Regions from separate parts of the Gossypium hirsutum genome. Here region 1 is linked to region 2. The links are chromatin contacts, called in public Hi-C maps. All regions are on one chromosome and are shown on one strand. Each heading gives the region's core, a stretch centred on a gene start, on an enhancer-like site or on the middle of the called end of the contact. The rest is flanking DNA. Distances are from core to core; before and after follow the strand shown. Region 1 holds the start of LOC107912159 (zinc finger-containing ubiquitin peptidase 1). Region 2 holds the start of LOC107912226 (DNA-binding protein BIN4).

Evidence for each region. A called contact is a pair of places that touch in the nucleus more often than the background predicts.
Region 1: a contact with region 2 is called in a Hi-C map of hypocotyl, with 3 times the contacts expected there. The contact joins the promoter of LOC107912159 here to the promoter of LOC107912226 in region 2. A contact is called at or near these places in 16 of 34 Hi-C or Micro-C datasets (anther, callus, fibers and 3 more).

Annotation. Positions count from the first base shown.
Region 1 is chrD08:39,023,598-39,029,873 of Gossypium_hirsutum_v2.1, reverse strand. LOC107912159 (zinc finger-containing ubiquitin peptidase 1) reads right to left here and starts at 2,996. Exons shown (of 7, transcript XR_005917130.1): 1 at 2,845-2,996; 2 at 2,575-2,750; 3 at 1,653-2,495; 4 at 1,350-1,461; 5 at 690-790; 6 at 489-601; 7 at 1-31. It overlaps LOC107912183 (a long non-coding RNA gene), which reads left to right and starts at 3,980. Exons shown (of 4, transcript XR_001688091.2): 1 at 3,980-4,389; 2 at 5,404-5,523.
Region 2 is chrD08:38,887,895-38,893,700 of Gossypium_hirsutum_v2.1, reverse strand. It overlaps LOC107912226 (DNA-binding protein BIN4), which reads left to right and starts at 3,806. Exons shown (of 12, transcript XM_016840311.2): 1 at 3,806-4,182; 2 at 4,391-4,568; 3 at 4,878-4,939; 4 at 5,283-5,532; 5 at 5,677-5,735. The coding sequence starts at 4,135.

The DNA.
Region 1 (6,276 bases), core at 1,747-4,246, 140 kb before region 2:
CCTAGCATACCATATTTTTCATGTGCTTTACCTGATCACGAAGATATATTGTTCAGAAAAGGAGTTGCCATGTTGCAAGTGGAAGAAAGCAAGAGGTCAAGGAATAGCCACTGACCAGAAAAGTCTATATTTCCCATATAGGAAACAATAAGCTAAATGTGCAGTCTAAAATGGCATATAGCTCCGGAATTTGATAGTTTGACCAGCAATGCTTGCCGTCCAGACAGGGGATCATAATAGAGGTCCACACTAGGGATTTATTGACATCCAACTCTAATATCACTAGCAGCACTGGGGAATGCTTATACAAGATTATGACAATTTGAGATGCCAACAAACATCAAAGCATACAAAAGCACGTATACTTCAATTTTCAATTTTTTTTATGTAAAGCAGCTCATGGAAAAACAACAACTTAAAAGGTTTTCCATTCATTTTGTCATTGGAAAGGACACAAAAACTTACAAGAAGAAACAGATACACAGTACCTAGGGACACCGAATTTGATTATATTTCTCTATAATTCAAAGAAGATGCTATTAATTGTTTTGAGTTCATTGAGCTCCTCCCCGCTAGCAATTCCAGGATCAATATAGCACAACTGAAAAATAAATGAAGAAGAATATAAGCTAATAAATGAAAAGATAGTCATTTATTAAGTCAAATCATTTGACCAATTGTGTTATAACCTGGTATTGTGGCTTCTTCAAGGTGTGGACTCCTCTTTTTATAAGCTTCTGCCATCCCACATTTGTTTTAAGGGACCTTTCCAAAGCAACTGTTCCCTGCACTTGTATAAAAGATTATGGAAGATAAGTAACATTAGCTGCATCACAATCACCTACACGAATATGCATGCAGCAACACACACACACACACACACACACACACACATAAAAGAACTACGTTCTGGCAATATAAGGGAAAAAAAAAGGTTAGTGACACCCTTGCAAGTGCCAATTTTATCAATCACAGGTAAAAGAACTATTTCTGATTACATATTTCCCAAATTTCAACTCCCATATTACAGAATAAATCTGATCAGCATGTGGATCATGCTTGAAGTCTACAGCTACAAGGGAAAAATAATCAGACAGAAACGTTGGCAAACTTTATCTCTGGAACTCTGAATGTGCATACAAACCAGACTATTAAAAAACATACACGAGCAAATAATTGAAGATAGACAGAGTGAGAACAATTATCATCAAAACTTTTATGAAGTAACAATATCATGATGCATAAGCACTAAATCAGTAAAATATTCAGTAATGGTATCATTTATCAAGGTCTACAAGCTTTTAAGCACATCAAGTGACCACAAAAGGAATTACATGAGTAGTACTCACATCAGAAGGGTCCAAAATCAAGAGATTGAACTGATTTGTCCCATTCTTTTGATGTTTAACCTGAATCCCAATGATTGTTCTTGAATGTCCATCGTGTTGGAAGTATAAAGGCCTACCCATAAAAGCTAAGGTAAAGACAGAATCATTGAATGTAATAAGAAACATACCTTTCTGTATCATAATAAAATTATGACAAAATATGGATAGAAACACAATGAGATGCCTTTGATGCACACCTCAGAATAAAAATGAACGTCAAATAAATAAATATAGGTATAGCTAGCAATGTTGATGGTTACTTACGCTCTATCACTCACTACAACCTGACTGGAGCCAGAAATGGTTAACCCTTTATCTGAAAAGTAATTCCACACCCAATCAATCAGAACCTGAGGTCCTTCACTTTTCCCTTTAGAATTATCACTCTTCCCATTATGCAAAGAGTGACAAAAATGCCTTCCCTTAATCAAACCCTGCTGGCGATGAACATATTTATCCATAGGTCCAGAAACTCGAACTGCATTCCTTTGCTTAACTGGTTGTCCAAGAGTAGAACCAGGAACAGAAAGATAGAACAGTTCAGATTCCTTAGGACCAAAATCAACCACCCTAGCACGAAGACTAAATGAACGAAAAAGAGAAGCACATTCAGTAGTCCCAATCCTGTGATTGGTACCATATATTTTGCAGTTAAAATGTTGGGCACCAGGTGGATCAAATCCACTTTCCCAAGCAATCTCAAGCCAACGCTGGAGGAAAGCGATATCAGGAACAAAACCTGACTCACCAAACAGGACTTTTCTAGCTTCCTTCCTGTGAGCAAGCAAATGAGAGCTTAGCATTTGAATGTTACGCCATCCACAACCCCAACCAACATCGACGGACGGAAGACTTTGGAAGTGATCCACGTAGCCAGACAATATGGTTACGGATGAGTTGTGTCGAGCTTCTAGTTCTAAACAATTTCTCAGCAAGGAAATCAAACCATCCTTGACGTGATAAAAATTGCTCCTTGTTTGTAAACCAATCAAAGAAGAAATGCTAACCACGTCAGTGGAGCCTGAAGAAGAGGCAATTTGAATTTGATTACCCAATTCCATGTCATTAGCTTCCTTATCCTCATCCTCGAAGTGACTGTTGGCGTGCCTGTATCAAATTTTTACTACCATTACTTTGATCCTAAATCAGAAATAGAACTAGAAAAAAAGTCCAAAAAAGAGCACACCATTGGAGTTCTGAGGAGGGAACGCTAAGGTGACAAAAGGGACAAACGGAAGATTCCATAGATCAGACTTCACTACGTCTTCAATGCTGAAGAGTTTCAAAGGATTGTCTTTTTTGTAACTTATTTCTTTCTAAAGTTTCGTTGAAAATCTGAATCTTCCGGTCATCGAAAGTTTTCTGATGAATAATAGCAATAAAATAAGAAACGAATAAACTGGGTACCGGACCCTATGATGAAAGAAGATGCGGTTATGGGAATCGAGACGCTAACCTCAAAAGGTAGAATGAGAGGTGGGGGCGGAGGTGAGAGGTGATCAGAATGACGCCGACGATTTGCCTCCTACGTTGCGCTTTTGGTGTTGTGATGATTTGAGTTGGGGAAAGATGGGGAAACACGGAAAATTCAAAATTGGAATGAGGGCTGGGAAAGAGATTTGGATTAATGTCCGCTTTAGTCCCTAAGATATACCATCCTTTTCATTTTAGTCCTCAAAGCTTTTCTTGACGTCTTTTTAGTGGGTTCACTGATTCGGATGATCAGTAGAAAAAACTATTAAAGTATTATAGCAATTATAAAAATGATCCTCCATCCATTTTGCCTTTAAATTCCATGATAGGAACAGTTCCATTTGGAAGTAACTTCTCCCAATTTGATGAGGTCTTCGCTGAACCAGCAATCGGTGGGATTGGAATTCGGCATTTGAATCAAAGATTATTTTTTGGTTCTGATGAAACATAATCTATTTTTATAATATGAGTTAATTGTATTATTTAATAGTTAAAGCATAATAATCAACAAATTAAATTTTAAAAACTCGTCAGAAAAAATATAAATAATTTAGTAGTAAGGCGTTGAGAAAAATATATGCATATTTGAAATCCATGTAAAGATAAATAATGTCGGAATCAATTTAGTTAAATAAAAAATTCAAGTTATATATTATATTTATCACTTTAAATAATTGTGCTTTTGGGATTAGAGGTCACATAATTTAAATTCGTGTCAAACGAGTATCCGACAAAAATTTAAACTATCGCTCCATATAAGTCAAGTTTAAATAATCACGTTTTTTAAATTCTTTAGAATATAAATATATTATCTTATCAAGTTAATTCAAATTACAATTAAAAATTGAAATTTTAATTAATAACATAAATCTATAGAATTTATAAATAAGAATAAAAATTTATAAGATTAAAAGGTGTAATGTTTTGAAATAAAATAGATATAGAATAATTATGTTACAAAAATTTAAATCTCATTTTATTAAACATAAACTAAATAATTTTTTGAAGGATAAAAACATAATTCTTTATAAGTTAGCAACATCGGTCATAATGGCTTGGTGAATACAAGAGAGAGAGTCATCTATCTAATATAAATCAACAAGTACATTGAAACTAGGGGTGCTCAAAAATACCTGACCCGAGATATTCGACCCGTTGACCCGATAAAAAACAAACGAGTGTTTTTTATTTTTTAAAAAATTTCCAGGCCGGGTACCTGACCCGCCATTTTTTACGGGTTCACGAGTCGAGCCCGAGCCACAATTTCTAAATTCCATGGGTACTCAACGCTGTTACCTATGTGTATTTGTATTTTTTTTTTAAATTATTTGTATTTTTTTAGTTAAAACTAAAATTGATTCCTAATTTTTTACCCTAATTACTAAATCACTATCCCACTTTTCAATTCTCCCATGCAAATCATCTCTGTCAACCCCACTCCCACCAATCGACTGACCATCTGTGACCACCCGACACCCGCCATCTGACCGCTCCCGCCATCACCGCTCATCGCCGTCTCAAAGCTCAAGTAAGCACTACTATTCAATATTTCAGTCTAAGCACACTACTATTCAATATTTCAGTCTACCCGTCTCTCTCTTTGACTCTTCTCAAACTTCTCTGTTTTGTTCTATTTTTGTTTTTTTTTTGTTTGTTTTTTCTTTGGTATACTAGTCAGTCGGTTTGAGCTTTTGTTGTTTTCTATTTCACTATGGTGTTTTGCAAATCTTTTGGGTGATAGAAAATTAGAAATTATGGATATTTTATAACAACCGTAAATGCTAGAGCTTGATATTTACTATTATTATGTTTAAAGATTCTAAATTATTGCTTGATTGTTTCCATTTTATACCTCATGTTGTGACCCTATGGGAATGAGGATACAAATGATTTGCTATTAACTTTGTCTAGTATTACACAATCAGACTTTCATCGATTGTATTCTGCAGATTGTCTGATCATATAAGACAACTTTATACTTCTTTTTTCTGAATGCACTTTGTTCTTGCCTATGCCCTATGGATAGTTTCTGTTCATAAATCATGTTCCTTTTTTTGATGTTATTTGTTGACTGTAATTTAAATTGTTCTGACGATACTGTCTTTGATGAAAAACTCATTTCTCAATTAATTGTTTTGACTGTAATTATCATCTTAACTGTTCTCTTGGTTCTTATTTAGTCCGCTTTTTCCACCAACTCTGTGAGAATAAGTAATTGAGTTATGGTAGTTTAATTATCTAATTTTTAGCTTATCAAATTTTCAACCAAGAGTATTTGTTATCATGGTTTTCGTTGCTTTCACCTTTCATTGTACATGTTGGCATGTTGACTTTTTCTTTATGTTCACTTTTTGCATGTGTTTAACCAATGATGGCAGGGTTAATTTTCTTCTATATAAGGAAGAAGGCATGTAAATATAAATAAACTAAACCAAAGCTCATGTGTACTTTTTTTGTTCTACGAATCATAATTAACGAAAGTATATGTTTTTTTTTTCAAAATATGTCGATGATTGTGGAAAATGATGATGACTTAAAGAAGATATCTTCCTCAACTGATTCGTCTAAGGAACCTGAAAAGGCTAAAATGGTGATGGAGACTCTAACAAGTGCAAAAACAAAAGGAAAGGGGAGAAGGTAGTTGAAATTACAACAGATGGAGGTAAAAAGAGAAAACTTTCTACTGTTTGGGATCATTTTAAAAAAATTGATGGTGATAAAAATCATGCTAAATGTATTTATTGTGGTGGAAAGATAACTTGTTCATCTAACAATGGAACTAATGCAATGAGGTGTCACAGTAGTAGGTGTAAGAAAGCCCTTTTCAACTTAGATAAAAAAACAAACATTCTTAGATTTTGAGTCTAAGACAAAGTGCAACGCTGATGGGACCATAGAAACTGCTAGTGTTCCTAGATTATGGCGTTTTGATCAAGATGAGATTAGACAAGCACTTGCTAAAATGGTGATTATTGATGAGTTGCCATTTAGTTTTGTTGAACGTGAAGGTTTTCATTACTTTTGCAAGATTTCCATTCCTGATTTTGTTCCTCCCTCACGTGCTACTATTACAAGAGATTGTTATGCTCTTTTTATTGAAAAAAAGGAAGATGTTAAAGAACTATTTTAAGAATTTGTCTTCTAGGGTATGTCTTACCACTGATACATGGACATCTGGTCAAAATTTGTCATATATGTGTCTTACTGCCCATTTCATAGATGATGCTTGGAAATTACATAAAATGATCATTAGCTTTTGCCCAATTGCTGGTCATTCTGGGGAGCTTATCGGTAGGGCTCTTGAAAAGTGTCTACTAGAACGGGGTCTTAAGACAATATTGACTATAACAGTTGATAATGCTAGTTCTAATGATCTAGTGATCAAGTATTTGAAGCAAATTGTTTACTTATGGGA
Region 2 (5,806 bases), core at 2,557-5,056:
TTTTCTTGTAATTTTTCCAACACAGTTCGCAGGTGTTGGGCATGCTCAACTTCATTCTTCGAATAAATCAAAATATCATCAATGAACACTACTACAAATTGATCTAAGAATGGTTGAAATACCCTTTTCATTAGATCCATAAACGCAACAAAGGCGTTGGTCAAACTAAACGCCATTACTAGGAATTCATAGTGTCCATATTAGGTTTGAAAAAAAAATCTGATACATCTTATTCCTTGACTCGCAATTGATAATATCCTGATCGAAGATCAATTTTCGAGAATACAATGGCTCATTTCAACTAATCAAATAGGTCATCAATGTGCGGCAAAGGGTATTTGTTATTTATGGTGACCTTGTTCAACTATCGATAATCAATGCACAATCACAATGTTCCATCCTTCTTTTTAACAAACAAAACCAGTGCACCCCACGGTGATATGCCTGGTCTGATGAATCTGTAATTAATCAGTTCTTGCAACTAAGCTTTCAACTCTTTCAATTCTGTCGAAGTCATTCTGTACTGAACAATTGAAATTAGAGTAGTTCCAGGGATTAATTCAATTACAAATTCCACTTCTCTTTTTGGTGTTAACCCTGGTAATTATTTAGGGAATATATCTACAAATTCTCCACAGTCGAGACTTGCTCAATTTTTGTTCTTACCACTCTCGTGTCGAGTACATAAGCTAAATATGCTTCACATCCTGTTCTGAACACCTTTTAAGCTATCAAAGTTATTATAATATTGGTAAAACAATCCAACCGATCGAGTTCAACATTAATAAATTCGTCGTTTTGACATTTCAACACAATCCACTTCTGTTTACAGTTAACAATGACATTATGTACGGTCAACTAATTCATACCAAGGATGACATCAAACTCGTCAAAGGATAATAACATTAAATCAGCAAGAAATTCATAACCCCGTATTTTCAGTAGACACTTTCACATATCTTATTAACTACTATGCACTGACTTAAAGGGTTTGATACTCTAGTATCAAACTCAGTCAACTTTACTGGCATATTTTTCTTAATTATTAATGCAATGCATATATACGAATACGTTGATCTAGGATCGGTTAAAGCACAAACAGTAGCATCAAAAAGGGAAATTGTACCAATAATCACATCATGAGCAGCAACCTCTTCTCTGGCCCGAATCGCGTAAGCTTGGGCTGGCGCGTGACCTTTTGATCTTGTAGTCACCTTGTGTGTTGTGCTGCGACTAGCTCCCACATTATTTCTATGTCCCTATTTCCTGCCTCTTTGTGAAATGGTCGTTGGTTTGGTAACTTGTTCTAAACTAATTTCAATCTTATGTGGGCAATCCCTCAGATAATGCTTCGTTAAACCATATAAAAAATAAAACCCACTCTTCAATCCACATTCACCAAAATGGTTTTTACCGCAATGTTCACATACGGGCTTATCCACATTCCAGATACTACCTACATTGGTGACAGATGTAGTCTGAGGTCTCGAATTATTATATCGTGATCGATCTATCTCTGCATATCTAGAAGGAGGCATGAACCTATTTGGAACAACTTTAGACTTTTTCGGTAGAATGAGAAAAGATCTAGACGTACTCAGCTTGCCTGAATCTCAATGTTTCATTTCAACTTGCTTCTTTACGTTGCATATAGCTTCTATTTTCTCTGCTCTATCATCCAAAGTAACAAATTCCTTAGTTTCAAGAGCTCCAACCAACATTTGAATTTCTTCATTCAAACCCCAATCAAAGTGAGTGTAAATTTAAGCTTTTGTGGGAACTATTTATCGAGTATATGTACTGTCGAACAAATTCTCTCTCATACTTAGCGATTGAGTTGTTTCTTTGTTTTAACTCGAGAAACTATCTCTTCTTCTTTTCCAAATACCACGAACTAATATATTTCTTTCGAAATTTAGTTTGGAAAAAATCTCAGTTTCCTTTTTTTTAGAACCATTATGATCAGTGTAGTCCACCATTGATATGCCTCATCTTTCAATAACGAGACGACACACCTCAAATAGTCATTTGGGAAATAGATCATCTCATCGGAAACTCATTGTGTGTTTTCAAATCAATACTCAGTTTTAGCTGGATCATCATATCATTTCCCTTAGAATTTCTTAGCTCCACATTTTTAGATTTTATCGATTGAGGGTCTGTGAACATTTACCAATTTAAACCTTGAGGACGGGAGGGTGTTGAGAGTGGCACAGTAGGGGGTGGAGGTTGCAGATCCACTGGGTGAGTTCACAGGAAATCCGAATACCACTCATTCATCATTTGAAAGAAGGCACCACGCGCCTCACTTCCATGCCTTTGAGTCGAGGGTGCACCTTAAGAAGCTCATTGCTTGGGATTTGGAACATTACTATCTACTTTATTAGGTGCAGCATGATTAAACTCAGCCAAAATCTTTTATCTATATGAAAAACCAAAATCAAATTGGATCTGAAGGTATCACATAATCATCCTTTATAAGTGACATGTATTTCTAGACTCATACGTGCTATGTTTCAGTCTTAGAATCCACTAAACCGTAGCTCTGATACCACTAAATGTAACACTCATAATCCGATCCTGTCATCGAACCCAAGCTATAAGATATTACCAAGTAGTGAGTTAGGTCGTGACCTTTAATCAATCAACATTGCGATCTCCAGCCTTATTGACCTTATGCTATCTCAATCCCTTACATCGTGGCATGACTCTCTATTCAAGAACCTTCAAATCGTTGTGCACTTTAGCATTCTACACACCTACACATTCACAAGTGCACCTTTAAGCATAATCTATTAACAAAAGTCTAGAATAAGATCAAAATGCTAAAAATGACACAAAAAACAAACATACCTAGAAATGACCTAAAACACAATTTAATCCTAAAACGACTTGATTTTACTCAAAAGTGAACTAAAATAAGCGTAAAAGGACTATGATTGTATACACCTAATTACACCTATCAATTACAATATTTCTCTTAAACAACTTTGTAAACCTAATGTCTAAAATAAACTAATATGTAACCATTAAAGAAGTCTATATATTCAAAATAAAAAGCTTAGATCATTTATACAATGATGGCTTATTTCGCATATAAGCTAACATCAATGTTGTAAAAACTAGACTGGATGTTAAATTGATCGAATAAGACCTCTGATTCTAATTTAACCATACGATTCAATCACATTGAAAAATTAAAGGAAACAAATTAATATTTATTAAAAATCCATAGAAATTCAAAAAAATATTACTTTTTTTTAAAAAAAAGAAAAAGTATATATAAAAAATCAAAGATAAAAATGAACTAAAAAATAATGAAAAAGATCAAATTTTTTAAAAATAAAAATAATAAAAATAAGAAAAATATGATTTTCTTATTTTTTTCTCAAACTTCAATTTTCAAAACTACATGCATATTGTAGTTTAACATATTAATCGGATTGATAGACGTAAAGTTGGTTAGTAAAAGGGAGCAGCAACTTTAGAGTGTTGAGGAAAAAGCAAATGGACAAGAAGAGCCTCCAAAGTAGGATTTTGAGTGAAAACAATGGAAGTTTGTGTATGTTGAGAAGCAAGTCCGATATAGCACTATTGATTGGCATATTATTATGTCAATGTATTTATCTGGTAAACAAAAAGAAAAAAAGTTTCACCAAGATTGAATATCATGTAACTGGTCAAATTCCCTCGCCCCAAACTCTCCTCCACCGAGCCCAATAATGCCCAGTGTAAATAAAGCCCTAACTCAAAAACTCTGTTTCAATCCTCAAATCGAATCCATGTCTGTAGGGTATTGGGCCTAGAACTCCATATGCCCCCTTCCGTTTCTCTTGTTCCTTCTGTCTCTCTTCTTCCATTTTCATTTCAACCGTTTCTTTTTCTCTGCTACTCATCACTTTCCATTTTCCTTTCTTCTTCTGTTTTTTTTTCTTCTCTTTGATCTATTCTACACCCGGCACCGTTGCATTACTCTTAATTTGTTTGGTTCTGCTACCCAGTGCATACATTAGGCTTTTAGGGTTTCTCTGATAACATTTTCTTTGGATTTTGTTTTGTGTTTTCGCAGCTTATACTTGCTGCTGAGTTATAAATTTGTATAATCTAATATCAGGGAAGAATAATTGGTGCGGAATGAACAACTCCAGGGAAAATTCTCCAGACTGGCTGCGCTCTTTTCAGGTATATTTACGCTGCTTTCTTTAGCTTCTAAAATGTTTTTATTTGTTTGACACTCTGCACCATGCTTTTTCCCCATTATTTTCATGGCTAAAGTTTGAGGTTTAATCAGATTGTTCTCTTTTCTTTTTTTAACCGTATAGCAGTTAGCCAGCTCTTGCACCTTTACATTGTTTTCTTACTGGTTTGCGAGAATTTGCTTTGTTTTTAGGCACCAACTTCTACGCTGACATTATCTTCGGATTCCAATTCTTCGCCAAATGGTAGCCCGCGTAGGGTTGATAAAACTGATGCTGATGAAGAAGATACATTGGAAAAGAGAAACCACGATAAAGTAAAGCAAAAGCCTTCTGGAAAGAAGAAAAACGACGCCTTCAAGGACTCTGAAGGTTGAAAAGGAGTAATTCTCCTTGATAGTTAGGAACTGACGCAAGGGTTGTTTCCAAATAACTGAAATGATGCTTTAATGAATTGTTAAAAGTATATAATATTTCAGAAGGACTCTGAAGGTAGAAAAGGAGTAATTCTCCTATGATAGTTAGGAACTGACGCAAGGGTTGTTTCCAAATAACTGAAATGATGCTTTAATGAATTGTTCAAAGTATATAATATTTCAGCTTCTGATTTCTGAACCCTTTCTTTGATTTTGACCTCGTTATTTACAACTTGTGCAATATGAACTTTTAGCAATGATGCAGGGAGTGAGGAGGATGGAAAGGTTGCTACGGAAGAAATGTCTGAGAATCACTTGGGATCTCATGTACGGTATCACATTATATTGCCTTGGGATTGCTTAAATCAGGGTTCTCCTTTATTATTGCATTTCATGGTTCATCAAAAATGTCATCAAACTTAAAAAATTGATTTTAGACATCGTTTTGGAATTTATGAAAATAAAGACATTTTGCTTTGGAAAGAATCATTTCATCGTAGAACAAAACCATTTTCATTTATTTAACAGTATGATAAAAGTTTAATGTAAATTTTACTTCATATGTTTGAGACATTTACTACAGAAAGATATCCAACGTGGTATGAATCTGATTAGATTGGAGGACCACCGTTAATATTGATGCTGATGAAAGTGGTTAGATGTTGAACAGGCAGCAAATCATTTGATTTGGACGTTATCATCCGATTCTGAGTCTTTTCCTGGCCATTCTCCTCAAAGGAAGGAGAAAGTGTCTCTATCTCAAGAGAGTGGAGAGGCAAGTGATCCAGTTCTGACTGGCAGGGCCAACAGGTCTCCACTAAAGAAGACTTCTAAAGGAAAATCTCCAAAGAAGGGGGTAAAAGCAAGGGGTCAGACTCCCAAAAAGGAGAAGAATGTGAAAGATGATGCGAAGATAACAGGTATGATACTGAATTTGTAATGTAAAGTTTGATTTTAACGTTTATTGGGTTTGGCTAGCTTAAAACATTCAATAGCTGATGCAAAGGATACTATGTGATAAAGCTACCTAATTTATTTCATGCAATGTTGGGTTATGTTAACAGAAAATGATGTTAATGTGGAAACTGCCGAGGAGGCATTTGAAAAGCACATTGAACCTCATGTAAGACCATTGGTAGAAACTATGTTATTTCCTTTTTGTCATCTGGGCCTCGTCACTTAATTATTCAAATT